Linked DNA regions of Sus scrofa: all the other regions are linked to region 3. Evidence: chromatin contacts called from public HiChIP or PLAC-seq data. All regions are on one chromosome and are shown on one strand. Each heading gives the region's core, a stretch centred on a gene start, on an enhancer-like site or on the middle of the called end of the contact. The rest is flanking DNA. Distances are from core to core; before and after follow the strand shown. Region 1 overlaps LOC110261122 (ankyrin repeat domain-containing protein 34A-like). Region 2 holds the start of IFI6 (interferon alpha-inducible protein 6). Region 3 overlaps WDTC1 (WD and tetratricopeptide repeats 1).

Evidence for each region. HiChIP or PLAC-seq counts read pairs in DNA pulled down with a chosen protein or histone mark.
Region 1: an H3K27ac HiChIP or PLAC-seq map of skeletal muscle shows a contact between it and region 3, with 5 times the contacts expected there. The contact joins two enhancer-like sites. A contact is called at or near these places in 1 of 5 promoter capture datasets (fetal liver), 19 of 47 Hi-C or Micro-C datasets (alveolar macrophages, blood, brain and 13 more) and 2 of 2 datasets of contacts at active chromatin or transcription factors (alveolar macrophages and skeletal muscle).
Region 2: a contact with region 3 is called in an H3K27ac HiChIP or PLAC-seq map of skeletal muscle. The contact joins the promoter of IFI6 here to the enhancer-like site in region 3. A contact is called at or near these places in 1 of 5 promoter capture datasets (fetal liver), 8 of 47 Hi-C or Micro-C datasets (embryonic fibroblasts, epiblast stem cells, fetal skeletal muscle and 5 more) and 2 of 2 datasets of contacts at active chromatin or transcription factors (alveolar macrophages and skeletal muscle).

Annotation. Positions count from the first base shown.
Region 1 is chr6:84,795,170-84,798,940 of Sscrofa11.1, forward strand. The region is part of intron 2 of LOC110261122 (ankyrin repeat domain-containing protein 34A-like); the gene reads right to left. Among named protein-coding and RNA genes, the nearest start is that of AHDC1, 23 kb to the left of the region's middle. Within about 2 kb of position 2,247, at least 29 of the 83 cell types and tissues checked have an H3K27ac peak or open chromatin away from gene starts, as enhancers often do. A contact at or near this core is called in skeletal muscle, where this site is marked.
Region 2 is chr6:84,856,810-84,860,501 of Sscrofa11.1, forward strand. It overlaps IFI6 (interferon alpha-inducible protein 6), which reads right to left and starts at 1,263. Exons shown (of 5, transcript XM_021095660.1): 1 at 1,109-1,263.
Region 3 is chr6:84,526,721-84,530,429 of Sscrofa11.1, forward strand. It overlaps WDTC1 (WD and tetratricopeptide repeats 1), which reads left to right. Exons shown (of 15, transcript NM_001135964.1): 12 at 3,212-3,447. Among named protein-coding and RNA genes, the nearest start is that of TMEM222, 18 kb to the right of the region's middle. Within about 2 kb of position 1,416, at least 16 of the 83 cell types and tissues checked have an H3K27ac peak or open chromatin away from gene starts, as enhancers often do. A contact at or near this core is called in alveolar macrophages and skeletal muscle, where this site is marked.

The DNA.
Region 1 (3,771 bases), core at 997-3,496, 270 kb after region 3:
TGGCTCCCCGGAAACCCTGATCTTTGCCTCCAAAGAGGAAGAGTCCTCTCTCTGCCCTAGTGTGACTGCCACCATCGTGTGAGTACGACTGTGTGTGTGTGTGTGTGTGTGTGTGAACATGTCCCAAGACCTCACGAAAAGGCTTGTGCAGTGGCCCCGCCTGTATGGATAAGAAAGCCTAAGGGACGAGTTCACCAGTTATGTTTGTGAGATTCCAGATGAGTGTGAGAGGAGAGACATGTATGCCACAAAATGTGGGTTTGTGAGTGTGTGTGAGGTGAGGCCTGTGTGAACAGGTGTGAGTGTGGGGCGTGCACTTATATGAGGAGTCATACACCTAGTGAGTGGGGAATGTTCTGGGATATTTTCTGAGACAAGAGGTACGTCTGTGAGTAGGGGTCAGATAGGAGAGGCGCCCCCAGCGACTCCCCGCCCCCCACGAAGAGATGGGGGAGGAGGGGTCTCCGGGATCTGCGGGGAGTGTGTGTGTGTGTGTGTGTGTGTGCGTGCGCGTGTGTGTCTTTCTTTCTCTCTCTCTTTCTCTCTGACCTCTTTAGCAGCTGGAAACTGAGCTGGGGGTGGAAGGAATGGAGACTTGGCTGGCCTGGGGGTTTGGGGAGGGAAGCAGGAGAAAACACCTTCCAGATTCTCATCAAATTCTTGTTTGTGGTTGGCAGCCTCCATCTCTCCTCTCCTTCTCTCGGTCTGGGTTTCCCCCTTTCTTTATCTCCTCCTGCCGCTCGCTCTCTCCCCCATATCTGCCTCTCCCTCTCCCATCTCAGTCACCTTGTCTCCCTCCTTGGAGCTCCCTCTCTCCAAGTCTCTGTCTCTCCGTTTCTCTCTTCCCAGGCGCTTCCATTTTTCTGACTCCGCTCTCTGCCAGCACCTCTGTCTGTCCGTCTCTCCCTGTCCTGGTCCATCTGTCCGTCTCTCTCCGTCTGCCTGTGCGTGGGTGTCTCTGTCCATCTGCTCCGCCACCCATCTGTCTGGTTGTCTGTGCTAGTCCTTCTAAGGGTGCCCACTCGCTCACAAGGCGCCCTCCCCCAGGTCAGCAAAAGCCTTTCCTGGTTCAGAGGGTGGGAAGAGGGGGCAGAGCTGCAGCTTCTGGAAGCTTCGGTAGCAGCTGGGCTGAGCTGGGAGTTCGGGGGGCCAGCCAGCTGCAGAAGCGGCCCCTCCCCTGGGCTCCCAAGCCAAGGACCCCAGAGCAGAAAGAGGAGAGAAAGCAGGGCCTCCCTGCAGCTCAGTCTGTGTACACGTGCAGAAGGGGGAGGGAGGCAGGGGCCCCCACTTTGCCCTCACTTCACCATTCCCCCCAAAGCCAGGCCCTGTGGGAGAGGGAGCTTTAGTGCCCACCTTCCCCATCCCCTAGTGGAAGAAAGAGATGCTAAGGATCCAGGAGGGACGGGCCAAGTGGGGGGGCAGTGCCAGGCCTCGCTCTAGGGAGGGGCTAGAGATGGCTTCCTGTGAGCCGGCTGGGAGGGGGCCCCTCCCTCCTCCCTTCCAGGCAGCCTCTGGGGATCCCTCCAGTTCTGGTCCCAGCTCCAGACATGAGGGGCCGCACAGGCAGTCCTCACCAGCTCCCACAGGGATCACTCCCCTCCCAGCTGCCCCAGAGCATCTGACCCACAGGGATATAGGGGGGTCACACGAGTGTCTGCCTACTCCCCAAATGGAGGCTGGCTCTGGACATGTGGAAATCACAGCCCTGTCCAGGCACTGGCCATCCTGGGAGGCCCCAGTCAGTCCACCTGCCACAGCCAGACCAGCAGCACGCGCGCGCACACACACACACACACACACACACACACACACACACACACTGCATCCCAGCACTCACGGCCCATGACCCCCACTCCCTGGTCCAGTAACTCCCAGAGGGCTCAAGGGGAAGGGAACCCCGAAAGACCTGCCACCCTACCCTGACTGGCGGGAGCCTCCAAAGGGGCGGCGTGGCTTGAGGAGGTGCCCCTCGACACCTCCCTGGAGGCTCTGCTTCCCCCATGCCCCTCTGAGAGTAGCTCCCAAACCCCGCAGTAGATGGGAAACTGAGGAAGGGAGGGGATGACACAGCCATTCCTCCTGAGACCCCAGGGTGGGATCATAAACCAGGAATAGGGAAAGGAAGGGACGCCGCGGGGGCAGAACTGGCTCCTTCCTGACCTGCCACGGGCAAAGTCCACCACTGGCTGCACCCTCCCCACAGCCCTGCTGCTGGGCCGGGGCCAGGGTCTGGCTCCCTCCCTCTAGAGCTCTCCTTGCCCCTTGCTGGGCCCCCTCCCTCTCCGCACTTCTGAGCAGCCCTCCCTGCCCTCTCCCTCCCAGCTCTGGCTCTCTCATCCTCAGCTCTTGGAAGCCTGACTCACTGTTTCCCCTCCTCTCTCCCCTCCCTCCCTCTCTCTCCGGCAGCAGCAGCGCCTCCCCCTCCCCTGGGGGGGCTCTGGCCACAAGGGTGCCCGCCCGCTCCTCTCCCCAGGCTCCGGCCCCCCTCTGCACCCAGGAGGCCCCCTGTAGCTGTTCCAAGTCTCCAACTACAGAGAGAGGTGGAGGGAAAGAGCTAGGTCCCAGGCCTGGCTCTGCCAAGGGTCTGACGGGGGCAAGCGGCCCCCCTCTCTAGACTGGGTTTCCTCCTGCCCAACAAGGTGGGGGGGCGGGAATCCAACTGGATGACGCCCCTGGTGTGTCTAAGGTTCTTCATGTTCCCTGCTTATAAAACCCTGGTGCCTCCTGGCACAGAGCGCCCACAACCTGTGAGGCGCCGTACCTGCCTCAGGCCCCGCCCCCGGTCCAAAGAAGAGCTGGGCTCTGTGCCCAGAGGTTCAGAGAAGGCAGTGGGGAGACGCTGCCCCGGGGCAGGAGCACTGGTCAAGTGACCCCTGGAATCCCCCGGTCTCCCAGGTCTCCCTCCTCCCGAGTCCTTCCCTCTCCCCCACCTGTCCTCCTCCCTCCTCCCAGAGACACTGGCTTGTCTCTCCTCCAAATACAATCCGAGCCGGCATCTCACCCTGGGTGAGAGGTGCTCCGTACCCACTCATTTCAGGCTCTTGGGGTGGGAGTGGCATGTGCCTAGCCCTTCTTGGTCCCCTGGTCGCCATCTCCAGGGGCTGCGATTCTGGCTCTTCTCCTTGACTGTTTTCTCGCTCACCCCCTCATCACTGGCTTCTGTCACCATCTTTCCTCTCTCCATGTCCCGTGAGGCAGTCTCTGTCTCTCTCCTCCCCACCTCCCTGGGGGGCCCATCTGCTGACATTAGCAACAATGTTACCCTTGCCTCCCCCTACAGTTCCCAGCTCCACCCCATCCTGGCTCCCCATCCTGGCTTCCCCTCCCCGGCTCTGTCCCAAAAGACCCAGGGGACCCAGAGACAGAGCTGGGCTCCATCCCATGACAGTGAGTCTGCTTGACCTCACTAATCAGACTAGAAGTGCCTGGGCATCTGGTACCACGGTACCCCTGGTCTTGGGTGGCTGACATGAGACAGAGCTCGGTATTCCACAAACCAAATTTAAAAGAAAAGGGGGTGGGTGGGACAGAGAGGAAAAGTGAGGGGGATCGAATCTGCCTGGAGGAAGCCCCTATCCAATGGGGAACAGAGGCAAGAGGAGGTAGTGGCTTGAGCCAGTGTTCCAGGCGGGTCTGAAACCAGCCAATGTCCCTCTGGGGCTCCACTGGTCCAGAGAAGCCCCCCCACCCCGCGGCCCCCCACTTCAAAAAAAAGTCTTCAGCCAGGGGCAGTTTGTCCCTCAAGCCTCCAGCACAGCCACACCAAGCAGG
Region 2 (3,692 bases), core at 13-2,512, 330 kb after region 3:
TGATCTCATATTCGTTTTTCAGAAAGAAAGGAGGGTAAAGGAGCTAGCCCAAGGTCACAGAGCAAATTGTGCAGCCTAGACACATCTCAGGTCTGTCAGAATCCAAAACCTATGCTATTTCCATGACACTACAAAATAGGAGAACACATATCCCCCCCAACTCTAATGTGATCTTTGTCTGCTTAATGCTTTTTCCTTGAATTAAAAACAAACAACAACAAAACCCCCAACAATTTCCCCTATGTTGAGTACTTACTTAGCACTTTCTGGCACAAAGTTATGTATACCCATAACAACCCCATGAAGTAGGTGCCGTTATTCTTTTTTTTTTTTTTTTTTGTCTTTTGCCATTTTCTTGGGCCGCTCCCACGGTATATGGAGGTTCCAGGCTAGGGGTCGAATCAGAGCTGTAGCCGCCAGCCTACGCCAGAGCCACAGCAACTTGGGATCGGAGCCGCGTCTGCAACCTACACCACAGCTCACGGCAATGCTGGATCCCTAACCCACTGAGCAAGGCCAGGGATCAAACCTGCAACCTCATGGTTCCTAGTAGGATTCGTTAACCATTGTGCCACGGCGGGAACTCGGGTGCCGTTATTCTCAACCACGTATTATACATAAGGAAACTCAAACTCAGAAAAGTAACACTCCCAGGCCTGCCCAGCTGTAGCAGAATCAGGATTTAAAGCCATAATTGACTGATGCCCAGACCCACACTTTGGAGGTTTACTTCAGATCCTGTCATCTATCCTCAAAGATAAACTCACTGTCACAGTAGATCCTAGGATAAAGGGCTTTCAGAGATCATCCAGTCCCTTGGGCAGGTAAAGTAGCTTGATCCTTATTTCACAGATGAGGAGTCAAAGGGACAGGATTAAGGCCATATACTGTTGACATGGCACCTATAAGCGAAGTCTCATAGCTCCTGCAGCTTAGCATCCCAACCCCTAAAAGCCCACCAACCCATGCCCTCAGACCAGTCTTAGTCCAGGACACTAAAGGGGACTCAATGGTGTAGCCTCCCTGAGGAATGGGCATCCTGGCCCTCATGGCCTGAGGCTCACAGGCAGGCAGCCTGACACCCACACCTTATAGCTTCTGGGTTTACCTTGAAGAGAGCAGAAAAGAAATCTTCTTGCCTGGAGCCTGCTGATAGATGGCAGTAGCAGTGAGATAACGGCTCTCAGGCTGGATTTTTATAATCCTTCCCACTGCTGTAACTCTCCTCCCCAAGTGGCCAATTGCTGTCAAGTTTCCAGTTTCAGTTTCCATTTCCAGGGTTCTACAGTGTCTTGTCTCCTCCCTACAGCTCTGCTCAGTGACAATATCTCTGCTGAGCTGCTTAGTGGCCAGACAGTATAATTCAAGCCAGTGACTTTCCAAACAGCTAAGAGTATTCAAAGCAGGTCACATTAGGGTGGGGTCCACAGCCCTGCAGGGCTTAGTGAAGCCAGACCACCAGCACCTCTTGGGGCACAAGGTCTTTCACAATTCGAGTCAATTAATAATAATGCCCACAAGAGTTTCCATTGTGTCTCAGTGGAAACAAATGCGACTAGGAACCATGAGGTTGCAGGTTTGATCCCTGGCCTCGCTAAGTGGGTTAAGTAGCCAGCGTTGCCATGAGCTATGGTGTAGGCCAACAGCTGCAGCTCCAATCCAACTCCTAGCCTGAGAACTTCCATATTCCATGGGTGCGTCCCTGAAAAAACAAAGTAATAATCATGCCTGCATTTATTGAGCACTTGCTGCATACAAGGGCCTGGAAAGAGATCCAATCCCACAAGTCTTGTGACTACCGTCATTTGTGTACAGACCTATTTTGCAGAGGAGATTAAAGCTTGTGGAAATGAAATCACTCCATTCCATTGTTCTCTCAGGCTGGCTGCTTCTGGGTGATGGGTATATGGTAAGACCGGTGACGCCCACGTTCAGAGGCCATTGCCACACATTTAATTTGCCATTAAAATGGGTCTTCTAGCCCTGGGTAATGGATTGCGCTTTCTTTCTTTCTTTCTTCCTTTCTCTCTCTCTTTTTTCTTTTTAGAGCCACACCCAAGGCATATGGAAGTTCCCAGGCTAGGGGTGGAATCAGAGCTGTAGCTGCCAGCCTACACCACAGCCACAGCAACACTGGATCTGAGCAGTATCTGTGACTGTTGCTTGCAGCAATGCCAGATCCTTAACCCGCTGAGCCAGGCCAGGGATCGAACCCGAATCTTCAGGAACACAATGTCAGGTCCTTAACCCGCTGAGCCACAACAGGATCTCCAGATTGAGTATTCTTTAAACTTTCAGATATTATTGCTTGCAGAACTAGAAGTACAATCCATATTTGGAGTACATAACAATTCCAGGAAAATGAATCATTGCTTTCTCCAAAGTGGAAGGGGACTGATGTAACTGACCTGCCACCACAGTGCTGGCTGCTCTCTCTGACCAATGTTGCTATGCTGCTGCCTGCTGCTGGCTGGTGGGCTATTTGTTGGCCATTGTTAGATCAGCCTTGGTGAAAGGGATGCCAAGTTGTTGGGTCCATTCATAGCCTCCATCCTTGCCACCATGGCCACCCTTTTATGAGTCTTTTGCAAAGTAGCAGGGTAACTAAGTTTACAGGCGGGCTGACATCCACAGGATGGGATATCTGACCATCTGGCTGGAGAGCCTCATCTGCAGTAGGAGGTCAATGGTGAGCAAAAATGTGAGACACAAAGATCTGCATACTTTTCACTAACTCCTGTTAATCCATCTATATGCCACTTACACAGATCTGCTTATCTCCAATGTTCCACTTTACTTTTCTTTTCTTTTTTTTTTTTGTCTTTTCAGGGCCAAACCCATAGCATACGGATGTTTCCAGGCTAGGAGTTGAATCAGACCTTTCGCTGCCAGCCTACACCACAGCCACAGCAAAGCCAGATCTAAACCTTATCTGTGACATACACCACAGATGATAGCAATGCTGGATCCTTAACCCGCTGCTCGGAGCCAGGGATCGAACTCTCATCCTCATGGATACCAGTCAGATTCGTTAACCTCTGAGCCACGACGGGAACTCCCCAAGTTCCACTTCTCTGTTCCATGCCTTTGACCAACTAGTCCAGCCATTTGCCATTGATTGGTTGATTGATTGTCTTTTTAGGGCCGCACCCACGGCATATGGAAGTTCGCAGGCTAGGGGTCAAATCAGAGCTGTAGCTTTTGGCCTATGCCACAGCCATAGCAATGCCAGATCAGAGTCATGTATGCGAACTATACCACAGCTCATGGCAACACCAGATCCTTAACCCACTGTATGAGGCCAGGGATTGAACCTTCATCTTCATGGATACTAGTCAGATTCATTTCTGCTGAGCCAAGACGGGAACTCCCCATTTGTCATTTATTAGGAATTAGTATACATCTGTGCTTCAGACTATCTCTTCCTCCACACAAAGGGAATGACAAAGTATATTGCTCAGGGTTTTGCCCCCAAGGAGGATTGACCACTGTCCATCCGGGCTACCCCTGCCAGAGGTTGCAATAGAGTGGTCCACTTCCAGCTGGTGCCTATACATATCTACCTGTAAAATGGGTTCTGCTCCCTTCCTCCTCCATCAGTTGGTTTTAGGGAACCCTCCATGAGGCCATAGGTCTAGGTTAAAGGAGGAGGGTCAGATCAACAGAGTTAGTTGCCATAGGAGTCTGAGCTG
Region 3 (3,709 bases), core at 166-2,665:
GAACCTGCATATGCCGTGGGTGCAGCCCTAGAAAAGACCAAAGAAAAGGAAAAAAAGAAAGAAAGCTCACACTTAAGTGGTGCATGTTCACAAGTAGCTTCAATTTGGTGCTTTGTTATAAAGTGCTGTGGCCACTGAGGAAGCAGGGAGTGGGAAAATGGTTAATCCCACCTCCTGGGGAACTGGGCCTTGAAGTGGACTTTGAAGGAGCAGTAGAATCTTGCTGGATGGAAATGAGGCATTTGGTGAACTCAGTTGGTATCTGTCTGAAATGATTTTGCAGCTCCTTGACCTTGGGGCTTGCTCTCTTGTGCTCTTGGACCCTTTATTTAGACCAAGCACAAACAAGATCCCAGACATCTGAAACTGACAGTGGGTCTTGCTGGGTTGTAGTGGCTGGAGGTAAAGGAGTAGGTCCATAGCCTGAGAAACGCTTTTATCTTTGGAGACCCACAGGGCCCCCAGCCCTTCTGCCTGTAGCACCAGCAGGCAAGCAGGCAGGCAGACCCCATCCCCCAGCCAGGGCCAGGACGGGAGATGGATAGAGCTGGGCCCACAGCCATTTCTGCTCCGTCTGGCATCCGTCGGCTCTGCCCAGACAGACAGGCCAGCTGGTGTGCCATCGTCTGGCTGCAGCTAGGCAGGCCAGAGAGGGAAGCTTAAGAAACCCACCCAAGTCAGCAGGATGGTAGATAGGGGTTTGAGAAGATGCTACCCCCACAGGTCTTAGCTCAGGCATCAGGAGTTTGCCAAGGGCTCAGATGGCAGCCAGCCCCAGGAGATGACAGTTGGGGGGCCATCCTGGGGTGTTTTCCTCTGTCCCAGCAGGTGGGCAGAATGCAGTCGACTTCGTCCAGGCTCTGGGCTGAGAGCTGTCTCCCTCCTGCATTCTTGCTAAGAGAGACTAATGGTTTCCCAGTCCATGGTACCTTCAGCTTGGGCTCTGAATCCCTGCTATGCCATGGGAACTAGGGAAACAAAGCTCTGGCACTCTGAGCTGCTGTGCTCCCGAGTGCCCGGCCTCTGGACAGGGGGTAAAGACGTGGACATAGCTCGTCACCCAAGAGGCAGAAGCAGGAAGTCTTTGAATGGTCAGGTGAAGTGCTGTGGGCTTCAGGCAAAGTTAGGTCCCTTTAACTGGGGATCAGGGAAGCACCAGGAAGATGTGGTGTCTGAATGGGCTTTCAGTGTGGGCAGGCTTAGACGAGGAGATGAAAGGAGGAGGGGACTGTGGGGAAAGGACATTCCCAGGGAGATGAAATGGTGTGAACAAAGGCGTGGGGGTGGGGGACTGACTGAAGAGCTTGTTTGCAGAACAACAAATCCATTTGGCTGGAGCAGAGGGTTCTGGAAGGGACTGGCAGGAGATGAGTCTGTGAGGTAGCCTGGGGCCAGCCTGGGAAGGACTTGGAATGCAGAGCGGTGGCGTTTTGGCCTCGATTCAGTGGATGATGGGCAGCTACTGAAGAGTTTTGAGCAGGAGAGGGATGTGCTGAGGGCTGTCTTTTCAGGGAGATTGATCTGGCAGTGAGTCTGGATGGGTGAGCCCTCGGGCCAGCCTGCTCTCTCCCCATCCCCTCATGCCTGCCAGTGACCCCTAGAATGTCACATTCTGTCCCAGGCCAGTCTCCCCAGGGCTGCCATCTGCTCCTGGATGCAGTGGGAGCTGTCACCCTCTGGCTCCTGGCTGCTCTCTGGTCTGGCTCTCCCCAGGAGCTCTGAGGGGCACCTTGCAGGCGGTAATTGGGTTTCCAAACAGCGCGTGCTCCTTCGTCACAGCCACTCATTCTGACGCAGGCCATGCCATCGAAGCACTCTGTCTCCTGCGGGCCCCCAGCTGGACTGGGCTGCTTGTTCCTGGACTGAGCGTGGCTGCTGCAGGGACCTGATGCTCCCTCTGAGTGCTGTGGGAGAGGAGGCTCAGGGAGCCCTCTCCCCCATCAGTCAGGGCTGCTTCGGCCCCATGCAGGAGGCTTGTGAGCCATGCCTTGGGGGAGGGGACTTTAGTTCTGGGGAGTGCTGCTTAGCACACTTGGGTCCTAGGCCCTCCTCAGCCCAGCAGGAAAAAAAACAGCTCCTAAAGGAGCAGTAGCTCCCGTGACCCACCTGGCTCTCCAGATGAAACGTGGGAAATGAGTATCTTATATTCTGCCACAAGACAGGAGCAAGAGGAGCTTCTTTGGCCTCTCCCCCAGTTCCCACCCCCAAAACCATCCCCACGTCCGCATATCCATGCCTTGGGAGTTGGAGAAGTTAGAGTGGATGATGTGGCGCTCCTGGTGTGCTGCACCCCCTGCCTGACCCCCCACCATCAGCTTCCAGAGAACTGACTCTGCCAGACTGTCAGGCCCCATCCTCCAGCCCCGGGAGGTAGAGGCCACAGCTGCTGTGGATCAGTCAGCCAGGACAGAGGGGGGTCTGGCTGAGGGCTTGCTGCCTGCTGGTCAGAGCCTGAGTCCCCAGCCTAGCACTTCTGGCTTCCTCAGACCACAGAACTGCCCTTGAGGGCCCCCTGCCTTGGACATGGCTTTGAAGGCCAGCCGGGGGGATTTGAGGAGGTGGACAGTGGAGGAGAGAAGGAGGGCTTGGGGAGCCTGAGGCAGGCAAGATGCCAGGCCTTCTGCTGCAGAGCTGCGGGTGCCTGGGATGACTGGGTATGCACTTGCACTCTGTGTCCAGCAGAGGGCAGCCGGACACTGCTTTTTGCCACACACCCACCTCCCACCTCCTACCCTGCCAAGACCTCCAGGTTCCTGGCTTGCCTCTTTTTTTTTTTTTTTTCCTTTATTTTTCGGCTGCACCTGCAGTATTTGGAAGTTCCCAGGCTAGGGGTCAAATCTGAGCCTACACCACAGCCACAGCAATGAGGGATCCAAGCCACATCTGTGACCTACCCCACAGCTCATAACAGCACCAGATCTTTAACCCACCGAGCGAGGCCAGGGATCGGACCTGCATCCTCATGGATACTAGTCAAATCCATAACCCTCTGAGCCACAGCAGGAACTCCCTGCCCTGCCTCTTTAACATATTCTGTCTCCTGGTGAGCAAGGCCTGGGTTGAGCCCGAATTCTCTTTACCCCCAAGTACCCTTGCCCTGAGATCTCTCAAAGGTGGGCTGGGGTGGCCATAGAAAGTGAAGGAGAACGAGTGGGAACTCCCTGCTTGCCATGTGACCCCACCTCCAAGCCATATTCCCCTGCCTTCCCAGGGATGGTGACCACTATGATGCCCTGAGGGACTGCCTGAAGGCCATCTCCCTAAATCCATGCCACCTGAAGGCACACTTCCGCCTGGCCCGATGCCTCTTTGAGCTCAAGTACGTGGCTGAGGCCCTGGAGTGCCTGGATGATTTCAAAGGGAAGTTCCCGGAGCAGGCCCATAGCAGCGCTTGTGATGCACTGGGACGCGACATCACGGCCGCCCTCTTCTCCAAAAATGATGGTGGTGAGTGGGCACTGAGGAGGGGTTGCTGTCACTCTTTCTGTTTGACGTGCTGCGTGACATTCTGGAGAGAATATAGTTCTTGGGTTGGAGCACCTTGGGCTCAGATACTGGTTGAGAAGCCGTGTGACCTCGAGACAGCCACTTGGTCTCTTTGAAATGAGGATTAGCAGTAGCACATTTAAGGCACCTGATGTAGTTCCCCCAGGACTCAGGATAGGAGTCGGCTGAGCCCAGTGTGCCTCGAAGGTCATTCTCTCCTGCT